Linked DNA regions of Mus musculus: regions 1, 2, 3, 4, 5 and 7 are each linked to region 6. Evidence: chromatin contacts called from public promoter capture Hi-C data. All regions are on one chromosome and are shown on one strand. The core of a region is the stretch at or near the end of the contact, and the rest is flanking DNA. Distances in the headings are between cores, read along the strand shown.

Region 1 (2,700 bases), core at 192-2,691, 2.2 Mb after region 6:
TCCATTTGCCCTCTCCCAAAGCTTTAAAGGCCGTCCATTACCTAATGACTTCCAAACTTAAATCTCTTTGCCGAACCCCATAGTCCCTATTTAACTGTGCAGTGTATTTTGAGGACCTGGGACGTCTCTCGAGAACATGCCTACCTCAGAGCCCTTACCTTCCCCTGCAAATCTGCCAGCCCTTTCTCTCTCAGCCAATCACATAGAGCAAACAAGTATCTGCCTTTCTAGGAAATGCCTAGTGCACACATTGGGCACTCTTCACACTGGTTGAGGTTCTCACTGTTTTGGCAGGTGCCCACAGAAATTATGTGAGTGCTGAGGGCATTTGGAACAGGAGAATTGGTGCTTGCGGCTGCGGTGGCCAGCAGAGTTTCCTGATGGCGACCGTTCATGCCAGTCCTATCTGGTCATCTATGAGCATGATAAGTTTCTGTGCTTGGCCAAGTGGTTACGTGTGGGTCTGAGTGGCAAGAGGCCTGTTCTTTCCCATCAGGAAGTATCTGCAAGCAGAGCTGACTATGGTGAAAGTGTGTGTAGTCAGCTTCAGGTGACCAACCCCACTTCCCTACACCAAAAGCTGGCTTTCTTTTGTGCCTGTCCCAGTGAGCAGAACAAAGGGAGAGGACTCCTCTGGTGCCCTGCCCACCACACCCACCTCCACCATCTCCCTGCCGCCCCTGCAAGAAGTTTGCTCTCCTCCCTCAGCTTCCCTCTGCACTTCTCTGCGTACGATGACCTGGGAGGATGGCAGCTGAATCTCTAGGCACAAGGACAGGAACTCTCACTGACTAAATAGTTGTCTGTGGTCAGACAGGCTCCCCCAGAAAGAGAAGCCGAAGGCTCCTTTCCTCTCTTCCTCTCCCTGGTGCCTGCCAGGACAGCTGTCATTAAATGAACTGGGGTGACTCCCAGGGATACCCCACCAACCACCACACCCTACCTACCTTCTCCATTCCTGTGCTCCCTCCCACAAGTCAGAAGCTCAAAGATCTTGGCCACTGTAAAGTCAGCACTTGGGATGCAGAGGCAGGAGGGTCAGGGATCAGTAGTTCAAGGTCATCTTCTGCTACACATCAAGTTCAATGCCACTTTGGGTTCTATGACCCTGTCTCCCCTCCTCCAGCCTTCTCAGCTGGCAAGCAGCAGCCACCCCTTTGGGGGTTCACCAAAGGACTTCGAAGTTCTGAGCATCCCACAGTGCACGTAGCTTCCCCAATACACACACACACACACACACACACCACAAACTTTGGTCCCCTATAGAAGGAGTGACTGAAGAATTACTTCCAAGGGGTCACAGGCACCCCCAGTAACCTTTCCAAACCTATCTGCCCTCCCTGCATGCCCTGGAGCAGGAAGGTACAGGTCTGACCCTTATAAAAAGCTGAGGCACTGCAAAGCGAAGTCTGTCGCACAGAACTAGGGACAGATCCGGATTCTCTGGGCTTCCCCGTGGGGCCTCCCAGGGCACCTGCCCAAGGCCACCCAGAGCGCCAGCCCAGGCAGCGCCGGTGGAGCGGAGCCGGACCTCCCAGCGGCCGATGGGGGCGGTGACCGCCCGGGGCCTTCCCACGGTTCGGTGGCGCGTCACCGCGGGGGCGAGGGGGCGCCGGGGCGCCCCGGGCTGCGGTGCAGGAAAGGGCCCTGGGAAAGGGCGGCGTCGGCTCCCGGGCCGGGGCGGGGCTGAGGCGGGGCCCAACAACCAACTCCAGGGATCGCAGGGCTGGGACCCCGCAGCCAGCTTTCGGCATGAAGCGGCCCAGGGCGCCCAGTGGCTCCGACGGCGAGTCTGATGGACCCATCGATGTGGGTCAAGAGAACGATCTTAGGTAAGACAGGGTGGAGCGAGGGCCGTCCGGGGGTGAGAAAGTCCAGCACACTCAAGTTTGTGCGCAGCCCTCAGGTGTCAGCCAAGATGCGGGGGCGTGTGCAGCGACTCCAGTGCGTCCATAGCACCAATGCGGCAGATTCCTGAGTACCCTGAACCATAACACCCTGAACCAACTATGGTTCAGGGAGCTGGGATGGGAGGACAGTTCAGCTGGAGGATATTCTGTCGTTTGGCTACCCCCAGGGACGCCCCTGAGAAGTTTTCCTGCAGACCTAGGAAACCTTCATAGATGTAGATACCGCATTCCATTGCCCATAGTTTGTCTACTATGAAGACTTCTGTACTTTTCCAATTTCACTCTTCTTTGGGAACAGTTTTCACATAGTACACAAAAGGACTGGGGGCTGTGTCCTTTTCGCTTTGAGCATACTGGGATTTGTGTTTAGGTACTGAGGGAAATAATAGCCAACTTGCAAAAGCCTAGACTCCAATCTTCAGCACCCCTTCCACCAAACCACCAAGCCGCCAATGCAGTTTCTTTTTTGTTAAATAATCTAACTTCTAACCTGTGGAACAAACTGAACTTGTACAATCCTTGCTACCTATCAGCTCGGTGACTCCATAAGCTTCAGTTTTCTGGTCTATAAAATGGGTATACATGATGAAGCTAGCTTCATAGCGGGTGTAGACATCAAACGGAAGAATGTCAAGGCCTTAGCAGTAGTTCATGGTGAGTGCTTAGTGGTGTCAGGCTCTAAGTCTCCAGGCCTTGCCACCCAGCCCACAACCGCCACCAACTCACCTTAGAGCTTTTCCTTTCCTTCCCTTTCTTCTTTCCATTCTTCCTCCCCCTCCTCTTCTTCCTT
Region 2 (2,700 bases), core at 178-2,677, 2.2 Mb after region 6:
AGATGCCATGGATGTATCTCCTCTTTGACTCGAACACGGAGCTCCCAACCGTATGCTGCAACCCCAGAGAGAAGGCATATCCAGCTGCTAGAACGGGACAGCGCAACTGGCTTAAGAGGAAATGGATAGCTCTCATAAGGAAGACGCGGGTCCTACTGGTTTCCCCTGGCTGTGCTTTGTTTGGGAGTTTCTAAGACCAAATCTCCAAAAACCGGTTCTTTGCCTGTCCTTAGTCCCCCAAACAGCGCTCATCTCCACCATTTGCTGCCTGGACAGAAATCCGGCCTCTTCTGCATCTGCAATCCCATTTAACCAATCCCCCACGCGTCCCGCCCCCACTTTTGGTAGATCCCTTGAAGTCCCTCCTCCGCACGTGGCCCAGCCCAGGGATCTCTGCTCCCCTTTCGCCCTGAGTTTGGCGTTAGAGCTCTTTCCCACCACCTTGGGTTGTGAGCTCTCAGACACCAGTACATCCGTGGCGACTGAGCGGGCTGTGACGAGACCCCCAAGTGCGGAAAGGAGGTGTTTTCGCCTCCCTGAAACCTTCCAGACCCGTTCAGTGTAAACCGCCTCTGGTTTGTGTCAACATCCGAGGCCGGAGACTGGCGGCGGCTGGGAACCGGCTCCATCTAAGCGACGGGAATGCGGGAGGGTGGGGAATGGAGCAATGCTTGGCGTACTGTAAAGGCTCCTTCTGGAGGAGAACCAACAAGTCTTTTTAGGGGTCCTCGAGAAGTAAGGATAGAGCCTGACAAGAGATCTGACTTAGAGTTGTGGGGGTGGCTGGAGGGAGCCCACGCCCTCGTGTGTCTAGGTAGAGGATACTTCCACATCCACCCAGCTCGTGCCGCACCCACCCTCCCCTCTGCTAAACGGCGGGAGAGGAGTGGGTGTGGAGGGGCACTGGTGCAAAGCCGCGAGTTCTTGACCACCCCATCTCCCCTTTTCCACCTTGCCACTCCGCAGCTCCTCATTGATCCCCTCCAGGTACGGGCAGGACAAGAGACGGGGTCGCATCTTATGAATCACCCCCTATCTTACCCCCACCCCCGCTGGGGCCCAGGAAGAGAAGGCTTAGAAATTCAACTGTGGTTCTTCTGTTCCCATAGCAACGGTGCGGTTGTTTTTTGCGAATCCACTTTAATCATCGGTACTTTTCGCTCCAAACTGTGACCCAGGCTCTGAGCCTCAGGGTTGAGGAACAGATGGGGGTACAGCCCTCTACAATCCTGGCGACTCCGGGAAGGTCAGCGCGGGCGGACGGGCGGGGCGCGCTCTTGTGGTAGCCTAGACTCACAGGCCACCCCATCCCCACCTGAAACCCTGCCTGTCACTCGGTGCCAGCCGAACCAATCGATGTCCAAAGTTGCTGAGAGGAGGCGGGTCTTATGCAAATCGTGTCGCCTTCGAGAAGCAAATAGTGATACAAGAACTGGGGAGGCGGCTCCGACGCGGACCCTACAGAGCCTGTCGTCCGCCTGATAGCCAGCCTTGTCCCCGCGGCCGCCCAAGCTCGGAGCCATCTAGCGACTCGGCGAGCGGCCTCAGGTAATGAGGGTGGGGCCGGGCCCTAGAAGCAACCTCGCGGGGCGGAGGCCCTGAGCCCCTCCTCCTCCGCCTTCCACTCCCATCCTCATCTGCTCAGATCCATCTTTCTGACCCTGGGTCTGTCATAGGTGGACAGCCATCTGGGAAGCCCGCCTTGGGCCAGGAACTTTCACTTCAAGCCGGGTCTCCAGTTCAAGAAGGAGGTACAGCTGCCTCCTTACCCCCAGCTCAGGTAAGAACAACCATTCCTCTGGCTCCAGTGCAAACACACGCGCACGCGCGCGCACACACACACACACACACACACACACTCTTACTTGGGGGTGTGTGGTGTCACTGGTGCTAGAAGAGAGGTTTCAGTCACCCTGTGTTCTCTTGCCTCTAGAACCAAGCCTCATGGAAACCTCTACTTGGAGGTAGCCCACACCGACACCAATAGTTCACTGTCATTCCCATCTCAGGGTCTTGTTCCCCAAAAGACCTCGATAGCAAATTCATTCTCTGACTACACTCTCTCTGCCCCTTATGCTGACAGCTCACAGCATACCTAAGGAAAGGATGAAGACCCCTGAGGCTCCTACTCCAGACCCATTCACCATCTCCCTTCTAGTAGCCTCCCAACTAGACAGGGGTTCCACACTCTTCTTCCTTTATCTTGCTTGGAGCATAAACCAGGGTTGCTCCTCCCAGAAGACCACCCCATAGCTCTAGCCTTTAAACCTCATCATCCCTCACACAGGAACGCACCAGGTCCTCTCTCTGTAACCCGGTCTTCTCTGTTCCTTTTGTGCCTGTTGCTCCCTCTCTCGGCTTCCTGTTGTTTGCAGAGATGAAGCCAAAGATGAGTCCATGTGGGCTCATTTTCTCCTTTCCCTATGTCTGAATGAGAAAGCAGAAGAGTGCAAGCCTTGCCTTCGCCTCGATCTCTGCTTGACTTTAGCCAAGGCTTTTCCCTCTCAGATTCTTCATGAGATAGGCAAAGAGCAGGACAGAGGAGGGTTCGATGAGATGGTCTTGAGTAGCCTTCCAGGTCTGACATATTCTGGTTCCACAGCTGATTACAGGAGAACAAAGCCCTGTTCAAACCATTAGGATATTTCTCAGAGGAGACCTGAGAGGCCCCATCCATCACTGTAGGGACATCCTTTTCAC
Region 3 (2,700 bases), core at 108-2,607, 2.3 Mb after region 6:
GCCCTGGCTGGCTTGGAACTTGCAATATCCATTTGGTTGGTCACAAATACTCAGGGGGGATCGGTCTCCCAAGTGCTGAGACTAAAGGTGTGAGTCACTACACCTAGCAAGGCTTCTTTATTTAATATAGTCACCAGAAATTATTCTCAGAGGTAAGGAGGGACTCTTACTTGTATACCATGGTAACCATGGCAACCATGGCATCTGCTGGGGGGGGAGCTCTGATTAGCCATTTATTGGAATGAATTGATTGATTAAATACTTATATTTCCTCAATTGTTTGCTTCAACCAGTAGACGAGTATCTGTCTAGCTTTTGCTAATTTCTGGTTTGAGTGAATATAAGGATAGAAAAAAAAATGGTCCCTGGCACTTATGGAGTAAGGAAATACTGCTATAACTCCACATATTTAGTCTCATGAGATAACATGATCTTCAAATGGTCAGTGAAACCTTCATTTGGGTAAAAAGTCAATGATTACCCTTCATCATCTAAGCGTAAACTCTTAACTAGCGTTTACATAGTAACAAAAACATTGTTTCACATGCACAGATGCATTCTCTTTGTGTTGTGCCATGAGTCGCCACGAGATGCCTTGTAAGGACATCACTAGAGATAGCTCCCTTATACAAGAACCATGAGCCCAAATACACCTTTCTTCTCCTCTTCTCCTTTTGCACAAACTAAGCTGTAGGCGTGCCACCAGAACAAAACAGGAGCGGACAGTCACGTTTTGTTTTATAAAAGCTTTGGCAAGATTTGTTCATCTTTTCAAAAACAGTCTCATCACCTAAGATACCACCACCATTTCTAATGACCTCCAAAATCCAACCTCAAGGTTATATGTTCTTAAAACTTTCGTATGTCTTACGTATTCAGCTCAACCATGTATTGGGCCACCTAGTAGCTGTACTTTAGCATCCCTTTGTGTAGATTTGGGCATTTCATGGATGTTTTAAACATTATACCTGCGTGTGGGTCTTGGGGAGGACATGACTCAATCCATACACTGCAGAAAGAGAATCATACAGGTGCGTGCTGCTGGTCCTCCAAACGCAAGGGGACGCTGTGACACCTTGCGGGCGGCTCCAGGTCACTCTGGTGTGACTGCCCCGCCTTGGGCCCCCGGGGCAGAGTGGGCGGGCACGACTGCGCCCAGGTCTCGAGGCGCCCTTCGACCAGCAGCGCCCGGGGCGGGAGGGTATAAATGGAGCGGTGGCGGCTCCAGCCGCCTCTCTCCGCCCCGGGTCGCAGCCATCAGTGTTGCGTTTGGGCTCAGCACGCCTGAAGCAGAAAAAAGAAAAAGCTTAAAAAAAACACAAAAGCCTCAAAAACCTTAAAAAAAAAAAAAAGAAAAGAAAAGAAGAGGAAAAAAAAAAGCAAAAGGGAAAAAAAGAAGAAAAAGAACCAGACAGCGACTTGTGCTGGGAGCCCGTGGGGAAGTGACTTTCACAGCTTCCGGCCTGCCTGTCCGTCAGCGTCTGTCTGTCCGTCCGGTGGTGAGCCATCCCCCTCGGCCCGGCCCGCCCCTGCACGCCTCTGCGCCGCGTGGCAGCCCCGCGCCCCGGCTGGCCGCACCACGTGTCCGCACTGCCCTTCGCCGGCACCCGCAAAGATTTGGTTTCCCCCTTCCTGGGCTGCTGTAACTGTAAACCGCCGGGAGTCCGGGGCCTATATTTATCACGAAACGCGTGTTCCCAAGGCGGCCGTGAGCGCAGCATCTGATTGCCTCTTGAAAATTTTTTGCCCCCTTTACGAGGGGATTTCCTACTTTAATTTTTATTTTTTAAGCCTCAAGCCAGGACAGCTGGAGAGTACAAACTCCAGGAGCGGGCCATATTGTTTTTGAGAGCCTTTTGTCTTGGGGCTTTTGCAGTCCCGTGCAAGTCGTCCCGCACACGGGTCCCGGCTCGGAGCCTCCCTGCTCCAGCCTTCTCCGGCGTCGCTGGTGCCACCTGTGCGCTGCGGCGCGTGCCATAGCTCCTCGGAGCCCCTTTTGTCCTGCAGTAGGCCTTGTTAGAAGTCCTCCTGGCGGGGCTCGGGGTCGTGGGGGGTGGGGAGATGAACGCTGCAGCCAGCAGCTACCCCATGGCCTCCTTATACGTGGGCGATTTGCACTCGGACGTCACCGAAGCCATGCTGTATGAAAAGTTTAGCCCTGCGGGGCCTGTGCTGTCCATCCGGGTCTGTCGCGATATGATCACCCGGCGCTCTCTGGGTTATGCCTACGTCAACTTCCAGCAGCCAGCTGACGGTGAGTAGTAGCGGTGTGCACACATTCGGGAGATTCCTGGGGACCTTGGGAATCCTGAAGGCGGAGGCCAAACTGCCAGGACCGGGGAACATAACAGCATGTTGCCTGAGAAGCCTTGGGTGGAAGCAAAATGAGCCAGGCATGTGGTCATGACCCTGGCTTCAGTCTCCCACCACTTGCTAACCTGATGACCTTGGGCTACTGGGTGGGGGTGGGGTAGAGCAGGGGTTGGAACCCAAGGAGATTTGTGTAATTCGGGATCCGAATAAAGGGACTTGGGTATTCTAGTGTGTCTAGCCCCACTCAGGTAGAAGTGGGTCTGGCACTCAGTGCATTGAAATGACACCTGAAAGTGTAGGTTGCAAAACTGGGGGCTCTAACCTGAACTGACTGACTTGGGATGGCTTTAGGGCAGTGGAAAGCAAGGAGAGCAGTTTCATCCAGTT
Region 4 (2,700 bases), core at 30-2,529, 2.1 Mb after region 6:
ACCTAAGTCCATCCTCATTTCAACCTATCCTTGCCTTCAGTATCTTTGTTCTGTCTCACCTAGCCATTTTCAATGGTTAGTTGGCATATCCATTGTCTTTATGGGACTTTGAAATAGTATGGAAATTGACCTGTTGATTCGGTTATAAGACTAGTGTGTGCTTGAGGCACAACTGAAAGATTGCATTAAGGATTTAATTGACATTTAAATCTTTGAGGGGCTGGAGAGATGGCTCAGTGGTTAAGAGCACTGACTGCTCTTTCAGAGGTCCTGAGTTCAATTCCCAACAACCACACGATGGCTCACAACCATCCGTAATGGATTCTGATGCCCTCTTCTGGTGTGTCTGAAGACAGCGACAGTGTAGTCACAAACATCAAATAAATAAATAAATCTTTTTTTTTTTTTTAAACCGTTTAGGGGATCACATCAAGATGATTTTGGTGGTGTGATTTATTTGGAATATTATTTTGAATCCACGCTAAAGAATTCATAGTTGGTCAAAACCCTTATGTAGCGCACTGTCTGTTAAGCCCTTTAACGCATATCCCTCTTGGTAGCCTCTCCAGCAGCCAACCACCCAGTGCCTGAAGCTTTCTAGTTCCATTGTTGTGCGGCCTGAGGGAAGGTGTTTAAGCTCTGTGTGCCTGGGTTTCCCTCCCGGATACTCCAGAGTCAATCTGAGGTTGGATTAGCCAGCAGTGTGGTCTGTCTGGGCCTGGCAGAGAATAGCTTGGCGCACAGAACCAGCGCTCATCGGTGAAGGAGGCGTCTTCCCCGGACAGCGGGGAAGGCACCTAGCAGACAGGAGCGGCGGAGTCCGGGCCCTGGCAGCTTCTGGCGACAGAATGTGCCCCACCCTCGAGGCATGGTTGGCATCCGCCCCGCCCCGACGGCCAGTCCAATGGGCGCTTCCGGAGACATGTGGGGCCCACCCCAGCTCCCGGACTTGGGCGCTCTCCCAACTCTAAGCAATTCGCTCCAAGGTGCAGGTGTCTGCTTCAGAGACACCGACGTCTCCGCGCGGAGCCCGGAGTGTGCCCAGGCAGATGGATGGGGGCCCAGGACACCCATGATGGCTTCTCCCCGACCGGTGATACCTACCTCCGGGTCCCACTCGCTCCCTCCACCCCCACCTTTAGTAGTAGCGGTACAGACACCCTGTAGACGTGTGTCCGCGCTCGGGCCCGCCCCAGAGCCCCCATTGGTTGAGTTCACTAAGGGGAGGAGCCGAGGAAGCGCTCCGGGTTCTAGTCCCCGAAAGTCGGTCCTGCTCCGGACACTCGCTATTCCCTACCGCGCGGGCCCACGTTGCTCTGCGGGACCTACAGGCTGGGCTGCTGCCTGCGGAGCGCGTGGAGCGCAGTCGTCTTAGAGCTGCCCGCGACAGGTGCGAACTCGGGATCCGCGGCGCTGTCCCATCCTTGTCGTCGAGGCGTCGCTGGATGCGAGTCCGCTAAACGTCCGAGATGGCTGCGCGTCCGGGACTCCTATGGCTACTGGGCCTGGCTCTGTGCGTGTTGGGCGGCGGTCACCTCTCGCATCCCCCGCACGTCTTTCCCCAGCGTCGACTAGGAGTACGCGAGCCCCGCGACATGCAGCGCGAGATTCGGGAGGTGCTGGGGCTGCCGGGGCGGCCCCGATCCCGAGCACCGGTCGGGGCTGCCCAGCAGCCAGCGTCTGCGCCCCTCTTTATGTTGGACCTGTACCGTGCCATGACGGATGACAGTGGCGGTGGGACCCCGCAGCCTCACTTGGACCGTGCTGACCTGATTATGAGCTTTGTCAACATAGGTGAGTGTGCAGAGGGACCCAGGGTGTCCGCAGTCTCCACGTGGAGAGCGCATGGCTTCCTGTCTTGGAGGGACTATTCTAGCCATCTGACTGGGGATAGGCCTCTAGGAGCGTGAGGACCCTGCTTAGGGAATCGCTATGTGGCAGACTCATCACCCGGGAAGCAAGGACTACAGGGGTCAGGACTGGAAGGTCTGAGTGCTAGCGCAGGTTCCCCAGGCCTTGTCTCACCATGATGCCTAGGAGTAGTTATCTGGTGATGCCCAGGTCCCCTAGGTGGCACCGGAAGTCAGTCCTGGGGAGACTGATGAGTAAATGATGCTGTCACTGTGATAAAAGCAGCCCTGAAGAGAGGGACAAAGTTCAGTGTGGAAACCTGTGGTCATATCAAAGTGACCAGAGCTGACCCTCACGCCCGGATGGCGGGCTCTTTCTGTGTAGTAGGAACTGGTGGGTGGGGTGCAGTGTCAGGAGGTGGAGTGGACAGACTCAGACATGACTGTAGTCCTGTGGGCCTGGGCCCTAGCAGCTGGACCTTGGCCTGGCACGGAGAGTGTTCAGGCCAGTGAGTGACCCAAGGGGCAGCTGTGAGTCCATTCTCCCGAAGCGTGGCTCCTCCTTTCTCCAGGGACCTGTAGACATCAGGACCACTTTCTCCTACGAGTCTTAAAGGTCTTTTCCCCAAAACTTTTATCTGTAGCCATAAGCATTTACTGTTGGTTCAGTCCCTACCTGCTTTGCTCCTGTCTGTAACAGACAGCCTGGGGCTAGGACTGGGTACCAGGACTTGAGCTGAGAGCAGGGCAAGCAAGGAAGGGCCTTGGCATGGCCACCAGCCTCTGTACCCGAGGAGCTGCTCGCCCTCCCAGCAGGCACAGTCTCTTATTTCCCAGGCAAGGTGAGGAA
Region 5 (2,700 bases), core at 182-2,681, 2.0 Mb after region 6:
TGTATCTTCCAGGTATTGAGGCTCTGAAACAAGTAACTAAGAGATATGCCCGGAAACAGAACCGATGGGTTAAAAACCGCTTTTTGAGCAGTAAGTCCCACTTTTCTTCTCATCTTCTGGATCCTTTTTAACAGAGTATTGATCTGTCCTAAGAATTGGACCCCAAGGTCTTTTGCATAGATGGTTATTGGGGGTGTTTTCTAATGATGTCTCAGGGGGAAAAAGAGAAACAATTTAAGTTTCCATTGAAGATGTGTCTTCACCCTGGAACAGATGGTGGTGGCTACAACAGATTGTAAGAGCAGCATAGCAATGTGTGAGCAGACTAGGTGTTCAGATCTGATTCTGTCTTCAGTTTTGTACCTGAAGAGCAGGCAGAAAGCTGCAGGGAACTTTCCCAGTTAAAGTGGGGCCTGGGTCTGGTGATCTTTACTAAAAAGAGCAAAATGAAATGTTTCTCCTTGCTTTATTTTTGTGATCATATACATGGTACTTGACTTGCTTCAAAGGAAACTTTAATGGGATAGAACGTTTTTAGGGGAGGAAGGTTTCAAGACAGTGTTTCCCTGTATAACATCTCTGGCTGTCCTGGAACTTGATGTATAGACCAGGCTGGCCTTGGACTCACAGTGATCCACCTGCCTCTGCCTCCCAAGTCCTGGGATTAAAGGTGTGCGCCACCACGTCCAGACTTGGACAGAGCTTTAAGGGAGAGAGAAGGAAAGTCTCATACTGTGTCTTTGGCACTAAATTTAGTGCTATATATAGTTGAAGTGAGGCTTCAAGGTGAAGGTAATTGTTTTACAGATAAGAACATGAAGACCTTCACCCCTGGCTAGTAGGCAAGAGAGCCCAAACACAGGCCTGACTCTTAAGTGTAGGCTCATGTTTCATTAAGCTATGCCCTTGGCTACCCGGCATTCATATCGGCCCTCAGGTCCCCAGTGGTATGCTTATGAGCTAAAAGGAGATTAATTTAAGTGTAGTGAAACTCCACTTTTATCTTGTGGACACTTTGGAAATACACTTCTGAATCATCTCCAGTTTACTTTTTGCCAGTAGAGTTCTGCTTTCAGTTATAGGTTAGGCCAGCTGAAGCCTCTGCCCCTGGCCTTTGGTGCCTTTGACCATGTACACCTTAGTGTATGGTGTCACTTCCTTCAGTTTACCCTTTGCCTCCTGTCTTGATACATAGATGGGTCCCATCTTAGTTTCAGCTGAACTTGATGTTCACAGATCTCAAGTACTTCCCTTCCCATGTCTGACAGTAAGTCTGAAACAGAAGCTTTTTGTAATGATTTAGAAGTTCCTCTTGTTGTAAGGCAATAGTAACTCCGGTCTCTGAGGCTGGAGGGGTTAATGGCACCTCATTCTGTGCAGGCTCAATCCTGGTGCCAGAGTGAAAGGCACAGCTGCCCTGTAAGTCAGGAGCCACATTTGATTGGCCAGGACTAGTCTGCTGGGATATGGCCTGGCAGAGAGCCAGAGGGACTTCCCCACCCCAGCTTGGCCTTGGACCCAAGCCAGAAATAGCAGCTGGGAGCCGAGAACTTGTTGAAAGGTGCTTAGACAGGGCACAGAAGCCCAACAAAGGACTTAGAGGAGAAAGGGAAATGTAGAGTGGCCTAGAAACAGGTGCAGAGCTTGACTAAGGCCAGGTGTGCTGTGGGTGCTGCCTGCGCTCTCCTGGTCTCACCTTTCCATGTGGCGGCAGGTGTAGGCCAGTCCGGTCTATGGAGAATCTTATTTGTGGTTGGCACACTCAAAAGGCCAGCACCTGCCAGCCGTTGGCATCTTGATGCCTTTGATATTTTTTTGTCTATGGGACAATGCTTCTTGCCTTCAGGTAACTAACTTCACCTAGCTGTGGAAGGCAGTCTAGTGTGGCTGTGGAATGCAGAGGCGAACTGTAGCTAAAGTATTACAGCACGGTTGATGTGCTCAGATGCGTGGGGTCTTTTCCTTCTCCCTCCAGTCTCATGTCTGTTCGGAAGTATTTACCGCAGAGTGGGCTTTCATCCTTTATATATGGTTCTTAAAAAAGGTGTTCGGAAACCTGGTGTTGTACTACATGGCTGTAATCCCATCACTTAGAAGGTAGAGAGGCAGGAGGGTCTGGGCTCTAAGACCTAACTCAGGTGCATAGTGAGTTTGAGGATAGTCAGGGCTGGGCCACATGACTCTCTGACACTCCTCCCCAAGAGCATGGAGGGCAGGGTGAGATTTAACTAGATCAGCCCCAAGGCTAATAGAGTAGGCACTTACTCAAACCTCTTAGCTTAGTTCCTCCTATAAAGTACTGTCTTTGTATCACAGTAGCCCACCTAGTACTCACCAGAGCTGTTACTCCGTTTTGATTTCCTTACGGATCGAAGACTCTGCACCTAAGTCCCTGTTTACATGGTCATTCGTGTTTCCTGCCTGTGAGTCAGGCTATGGGTCTTTGAGGTTGTGGCTCATATTTATAGTAGAATCATAGCATAGTCAGAGTGTCACTCCTTTGGCCCCGTGCATTCTGCTTGAGGGTTTTAAGAGTCTTAGAAACAGAAGAGATTGGAACTTGTAGGCCAGACTTTCACAACTTTTCTTTGTCGTCATTAGGACCTGGGCCCAGTGTCCCCCCGGTATATGGCTTAGAAGTATCTGATGTTTCCAAGTGGGAGGAGTCTGTTCTGGAACCTGCTCTCAATATAGTACAAA
Region 6 (2,700 bases), core at 64-2,563:
TTTACAGACACAGAAAACAAAGGCTAAGTGGTTGTGGCCAATTTCTATTTCCTCTCTAAAGGTGTAATCACCAGGGAAATAACGAATTGGGGGAATTCCTTGCTTCCTTTTCTCCCTGCTTGAACGGGTCCTGCACTACAGTCCAGGTCTGCTAGTTTCGCTCACCACACACGCATGAGGCCTCCACAACCCAGGCTAGACTACCTAGAAATCCGCACTGTGTCACTGCATAAGGTAGCTGTTTCTCAGTGCACACGACCTGGGTGAAGAAAGCCACCTAAGCACTCGGTCTGAGCTCAACAAGGTGGTAAAATGACAGGAGCTGCTAACGACATAGCAGACAGCAAGGAATGCCACCTTTAAATATCATTTCGACAGTTTTTCTCTTAGTCATCTCACCTTCCTCCTCGTCACCCCCACCGCCACCCCCACCACACTGCAGCTCACCCACAGCTTTGCCAAGTAAAAGGCTGCCAGCTCTGCATGACAGCGAGCCCAGAAGCCATTCAGAGTCTGCAACATAGACAGTCTCACCTGAACACACCGGGCAACCCCACCCCCCACTATATCATCCCCACTTCGCTGACACACACACACACACACACACACACACACACACACACACTCGCCCACACCAAACCCCAAGTCCCAAGCCCGAGGAAACCCAGCAAGCTCATGAGCGAGGGTGGCTCGCGTGGTCATACGAAGAGGACTCGCCCTGAGCTCCAGAACCCCCTCCCCACTCAGGCCATCGCAGCTCATCGCCACGCCGCCGCCCCGCAGCTGGCCCCCCGCCGGCGCCCCGGATGCGTTACCTTTGGACTGGCAGTCAGCACAGAACTTGTTATCTTCCTCCAGCAGCAGGTTGGCCAGGACCGCCTGGTACCGATCCACGTCCTTCACCGACTTGCCTGTCATGGCCAGGGTGCCGGCGGGGGCAGAGGGCGACGCGCCCCCTGCACCCCCCAAGAACCCCTGCCTCTGTCCGGGGCTGAGGCCTTGGGGTCCCCGCCCAGGCGGTCCTCTCGCCCGGCCCGGAGCAGCCCCGGGGTCAGAGCCGTCAGCGCCCCCGCCCCGCAGCCCCTCAGCCCCTCAGCGCGGCGCCCCCTGGCGGGCTTCGGGCAAGGCAGGGACTCGCGGAGGCTGCGGGACCCCAGAAGTGGCCTAGGTGGAGCGAGCTCCCGGCTTCAGGCGTGCGGGACGCACACTTGACCCCGAGTGTTGAGGGTCTGCCCGCTGTGCTTCCCGCCTCGGTTTCCCTGGCAGCTGCGACCAGCTCAGCCGCCACCTCCACCGCCTACTTCCGGCAGCTCTTCCTCTCCTCCTCCACCCAGCCCAACCCGCGCATGCGCCCCGCCCACCGCGCTGCACTGGGCTCTCCCCTTGGCTCCGCCTCCTAGGAACCAATCCGGGAAGAGCCGGGGGCGGGGCTTAGGTGGAAGCGGCGGGAGGGAGGACACGCCCCCTGCGTGCCCTTGGAAAAGAATGAATGAAGCCGGGTGGAGAGGGAGGAGAGTGAAGAGAATAAAGTGAAGGGAACGACCAACATTTACAGAGCTCATACTGTGTGCCATGTACTGCTCTAAGCGCTTTCTATCAATTATCACAGTATGCTCTTCACAGCAACCTTTATAAGATGTGTGTTTATTATCCTTATATAATACAAGGGTTGTGGCTATCCCAGACTCCTTTAGGTTAGTCTTTCCTTCAAGAGACAAAAGGACTCACCCTCTGACCCGAGTTAAAGAGACATTACACCCTCCCTCGTGATCACTTCTAACTTGGAATGCCTCCTGCCGCTGATATACATTAGTCTTCTCTGTGACTACTGCCCTTTTTGAGCATCGCTCTGACTAGTGTCTAGGCAGAACTTTTCTTTCCTTTAAAAAAAATTTTTTTTTGAACAGGTTCTTCCTAAGTAGCCCTTGGTGGCCTGGAACTTTATATTGTAGATTAGGATAGCCTCGAACTAACAGAGAACTGCCTCCAAAGTGCTGGGATTAAAGGTATGTGCCACCATACCTAGCCTCCTTTACTTGCGTGTGTGTGCATGCGTGCGTGTGTGAGTGCGTACGTGTGCGTGTGCGTGTGCGTGCGTGCGTGCGTGCGTGCGTGCGTGCGTGTGTGTGTGTGTGTGTGTGTGTGTGTGTGTGTGTGTAGGTGTCCAAGGAGGCCAGAAGAGGGCATTGCAGTACCTGAAGCTGGAGTTTCAGCTGATGGATGAGGGTGTGTGATGTGGGTGTTGGGGAAGGAACCAGGGTCCTATGAGAGATTACCAAACTCTCTCACCTGCTGAGCCATCTCTCAGGTTGTTTGGGGGAGAGCCAGTTATAGGGTAACATGGAATAAGCAGCTACTTAAAAATGGTTATTAGGTATTATTTTCCAAAGCCTCTCTTGTTACAAATAGTGTCTTGAACCCACGGCCATCTTCCTGTGTATGCATTCCGTCCCTTCACTCATCAAATTCTTAAAAGAGACTGAGAAAAAACAGGATGTGCTAAAGGGGAAGAGAACGCTACTTCCTGATATTTGCTCTTAAGGGATTCTTCTGAAGGCTAGAGTAATAGACCAGGGAGGCCAGCAAGACAAAGTGTTTATTTGCCTCTAAGACAGCAGTCTTGTTCATCTCTACTTTCTCCCAAGACCAGGCTCCCCTCAAAATGTTTATATTATATATTTATTTATTATATATTGTAAT
Region 7 (2,700 bases), core at 104-2,603, 2.3 Mb after region 6:
CAGGACTACAGTCATGTCTGAGTCTGTCCACTCCACCTCCTGACACTGCACCCCACCCAGTCACCCACAGAAAGAGCCCGCTGTCCGGGCGTGAGGGTCAGCTCTGGTCATTTTGATATGACCACAGGTTTCCACACTGAACTTTGTCCCTCCCTCTCTTCAGGGCTGCGTTTATCACAGTGACAGCATCACGGTCTGGTTACTCATCAGTATACCCAGGACTGTTTTCCGATGCTACCTAGGGGACCTGGACATCTCCAGATCCCAACTCCTGGGTGCCTTAGTGGGGCAAAGACCCTGGGCACAGGCGCAAAAAACGGACCTTCCAATCCTGATCTCCTGCAGTCGCCCCTCCCTGTGGTTTTACTGAACCATGGCTCCCTGTCCCAGGGGCCTTGTATTACCCGAGGGCATCATCCCCCGACAGGCGGCCACCCTCTCCTCCACCTACCGCCCCATCCGGATCCCTGACGCCCTGCACTCACCCATGTTGACGAAGCTCATGACCAGGTCGGCACGGCCTAAGTGAGCCTGTGGTGGCCCGCCGTCGTCGTCATCGGTCATGGCGTGGTATAGGTCCAACATGAAGAGGGGCGCGGACGCTGGCTGCCGGGCAGCGGCGGGTTGTGCACGGGGTCGGGGCCGTCCCGGTAGCCCGAGCACCGCCAGGATTTCACGCTGCATGTCGCGGCGCTCGCGCGCTCCCAGGCGACGCTGGGGACAGGTGTGCGGGGGACGCGGACCGTGGCCGCCTCCCAGCGCGCACAGAGCAAGGCCCAATAGCCAGAGTGGCCCGGGACGCATAGCCATCTCGGACTTTCAGCCGGCGCGCATCCACTGGTAGCTGGTCGGGCTCGGGCGCTACGCCCAGACGGGGAGGACCAGACGGCGCACCTGTCGCTGGCAGCTTTACAGCAGCTGCTCACCACGCACTCGGCAGGCGATCGCCGCGTCGGTAGGTCCCTCAGAGCAACGTGGGCTCTCACGGCGCTGACTTGCGAGTGTCCGCAGGAGGACTTTGGTGGCAGCTCAGACCGCCGAGCGCTCTTCCTCGGCCCCGCCCCTTCCCCGACCAGCCAATGGGATCACGGGGGCGGGTCCGAGTGCGGAAAGACGCCTGGGGATGGTCGCACTACTACTTGTGCGCGAAGTGGTGGGAGCCGCCTGGTGCACCCGTAGGTGGGAACGAACGGGCTGAAGAGAGGCCTTTAAGGGTGTCTTGGGTCCCCATCCAGCTTCCGGGGCTCATACCTGGCTACACGAGGAGACATTGGGGCCTCTGAAGCAGGCACCAGGGTGGGATCCTGAGTCCCGGAGCAGCGGTAGGACCCGTAGTGTCTCACCTTCTGCTCTGGAAGTCTCTGCATGCGCCCCTAGTTCCGGCCGTCGGGGCGGGGCGGGTGCCAGCAGTGCAGCGAGGGTGGGGCACACATTCCGTTGCCAGCAGGAACCAGGGCCCAGCCCCCGCTACTCCTCCGCTCCAGACTTCTTCTTCACCCAGCGGTTCCCTTTGTAGATCCAACCCAGGATAGGGCTCTGAGCCTCCTGAAGTAGGGTCACCTTCGCTTATCTCATTTGTGACAACTCCCCAGGGGCTTGCAAGAAAGAGACCTTGCAAAAACTCCCTGACTGGTTCCGCCCCTTTATGCACTCCGGCCTCCCAAGGCGGCTGCCACAGCACTGATACAGACCATAAAGGTGTTGGTGTGGCTCAAGTGGAGCAGCGAAAGAGCTCCGGGAGGCTGGAAGGAATAGAACAGGAAAGACGGAAGTCAGTAGGAGGAAAGCACCCAGCAGAGGGACTGGCTGTGTCAAGACTGGGAGTGTCATAATGACAGGTAACAGGGCTTTCAGACCTATTAGTGTTTACAAGCCACTATAGGCACACAGCTGCCTCTTTTCCTTTTCTTCTTCCTTTTTTTACCCCTCTCTTTCTTTCTTAGCTTACACAAAGCAATTTATTAACAAAATAATTTTTGAGAAATTCTGTTCACAGATCACGATGATCCCCCTTCCTTCAAGTTCTGTCACACGGGATGGGAGTGACAACCTCAACCTGCCTAATCTTCACATTCCTGAACAAACAAGAGCGCTGAGGGTTGACTGGGCTCCAGATCCAGGGGGTCTTGGATCTGTTTCCACCTGCGGTCTGGAGTTTGATACGAGGGCAATGGCGCCCAGCTCCTTGCACCTCTGGTCCATATCGGTAACATCACTGAAGGATGTAAAGATACAGTAGACACCGAATACATTCTGTCCTTCAGCCACTTGAGGTCTAAGACCGATAGCTTGTTTTTTTCCTTCCCCTTGGGAGGTGCTATTTCTGAATGTCTTCTCCAGATTTCTATACCAGCCCTGCCCCGCTCTGAGGTAGGTTCTCACAATGTAGCATTGGCGGACCTGGAACTTGACCTATAGAACAGGCTGGCCTCAAACTCATAGATATGCCTGCCTATCCCTGCCTCTGGGATTATGGCATGTGCTACTGTGCCCCACAAAGGCTTAAAACAAAACAAAACAAACAAACAAACAAACAAAAAACCGGGAAACCTGAGTGCTAAGCACTTTACCTCAGGTCAGCCTTCATGTGGTTGTTTGGAATTGAATTTTTAGGACCTCTACTTGCTCTGGTCAACCCCTCTTGCTCTGGCCAACTCTGCTCTCTCTCTCTCTTTTTTTAAAGATTTATTTATTTATTGT

What was found. Promoter capture Hi-C pulls out the DNA fragments that hold promoters and counts their contacts.
Region 1: a promoter capture Hi-C map of pre-B cells shows a contact between it and region 6. The contact joins the promoter of Heyl here to the promoter of Smap2 in region 6. A contact is called at or near these places in 4 of 39 promoter capture datasets (cranial neural crest, hippocampal neurons, pre-B cells and 1 more) and 3 of 115 datasets of contacts at active chromatin or transcription factors (astrocytes, embryonic stem cells and stem cell-derived neural progenitor cells).
Region 2: a contact with region 6 is called in a promoter capture Hi-C map of second pharyngeal arch cranial neural crest. The contact joins the promoter of Hpcal4 here to the promoter of Smap2 in region 6. A contact is called at or near these places in 5 of 39 promoter capture datasets (cranial neural crest, frontonasal cranial neural crest, hippocampal neurons and 2 more) and 4 of 115 datasets of contacts at active chromatin or transcription factors (astrocytes, bone marrow-derived dendritic cells, embryonic stem cells and 1 more).
Region 3: a promoter capture Hi-C map of pre-B cells shows a contact between it and region 6, with 8 times the contacts expected there. The contact joins the promoter of Pabpc4 here to the promoter of Smap2 in region 6. A contact is called at or near these places in 3 of 39 promoter capture datasets (cranial neural crest, frontonasal cranial neural crest and pre-B cells) and 1 of 115 datasets of contacts at active chromatin or transcription factors (large pre-B cells).
Region 4: a promoter capture Hi-C map of cranial neural crest shows a contact between it and region 6. The contact joins the promoter of Bmp8b here to the promoter of Smap2 in region 6. A contact is called at or near these places in 7 of 39 promoter capture datasets (cranial neural crest, frontonasal cranial neural crest, liver and 3 more) and 1 of 115 datasets of contacts at active chromatin or transcription factors (stem cell-derived neural progenitor cells).
Region 5: a contact with region 6 is called in a promoter capture Hi-C map of hippocampal neurons, with 5 times the contacts expected there. The contact joins the enhancer-like site here to the promoter of Smap2 in region 6. A contact is called at or near these places in 9 of 39 promoter capture datasets (3T3-L1-derived adipocytes, cranial neural crest, embryonic stem cells and 6 more) and 1 of 115 datasets of contacts at active chromatin or transcription factors (astrocytes).
Region 7: a promoter capture Hi-C map of pre-B cells shows a contact between it and region 6. The contact joins the promoter of Bmp8a here to the promoter of Smap2 in region 6. A contact is called at or near these places in 3 of 39 promoter capture datasets (cranial neural crest, hippocampal neurons and pre-B cells) and 1 of 115 datasets of contacts at active chromatin or transcription factors (large pre-B cells).

What each region holds. Positions count from the first base shown.
Region 1 is chr4:123,232,115-123,234,814 of GRCm38.p6, forward strand. Heyl (hairy/enhancer-of-split related with YRPW motif-like) reads left to right here and starts at 1,442. Exons shown (of 5, transcript NM_013905.3): 1 at 1,442-1,832. The coding sequence starts at 1,753.
Region 2 is chr4:123,182,077-123,184,776 of GRCm38.p6, forward strand. It overlaps Hpcal4 (hippocalcin-like 4), which reads left to right and starts at 1,428. Exons shown (of 5, transcript NM_174998.4): 1 at 1,428-1,548; 2 at 1,677-1,780.
Region 3 is chr4:123,281,554-123,284,253 of GRCm38.p6, forward strand. It overlaps Pabpc4 (poly(A) binding protein, cytoplasmic 4), which reads left to right and starts at 1,358. Exons shown (of 15, transcript NM_130881.3): 1 at 1,358-2,254. The coding sequence starts at 2,062.
Region 4 is chr4:123,103,882-123,106,581 of GRCm38.p6, forward strand. It overlaps Bmp8b (bone morphogenetic protein 8b), which reads left to right and starts at 1,280. Exons shown (of 7, transcript NM_007559.5): 1 at 1,280-1,794. The coding sequence starts at 1,470.
Region 5 is chr4:123,049,465-123,052,164 of GRCm38.p6, forward strand. Trit1 (tRNA isopentenyltransferase 1) reads left to right here. Exons shown (of 11, transcript NM_025873.3): 8 at 13-90; 9 at 2,602-2,700. Among named protein-coding and RNA genes, the nearest start is that of Gm46868, 30 kb to the right of the region's middle. Within about 2 kb of position 1,432, at least 147 of the 459 cell types and tissues checked have an H3K27ac peak or open chromatin away from gene starts, as enhancers often do. A contact at or near this core is called in hippocampal neurons, where this site is marked.
Region 6 is chr4:121,015,934-121,018,633 of GRCm38.p6, forward strand. Smap2 (small ArfGAP 2) reads right to left here and starts at 1,314. Exons shown (of 10, transcript NM_133716.3): 1 at 816-1,314. The coding sequence starts at 918.
Region 7 is chr4:123,341,899-123,344,598 of GRCm38.p6, forward strand. It overlaps Bmp8a (bone morphogenetic protein 8a), which reads right to left and starts at 1,354. Exons shown (of 7, transcript NM_007558.3): 1 at 486-1,354. The coding sequence starts at 810.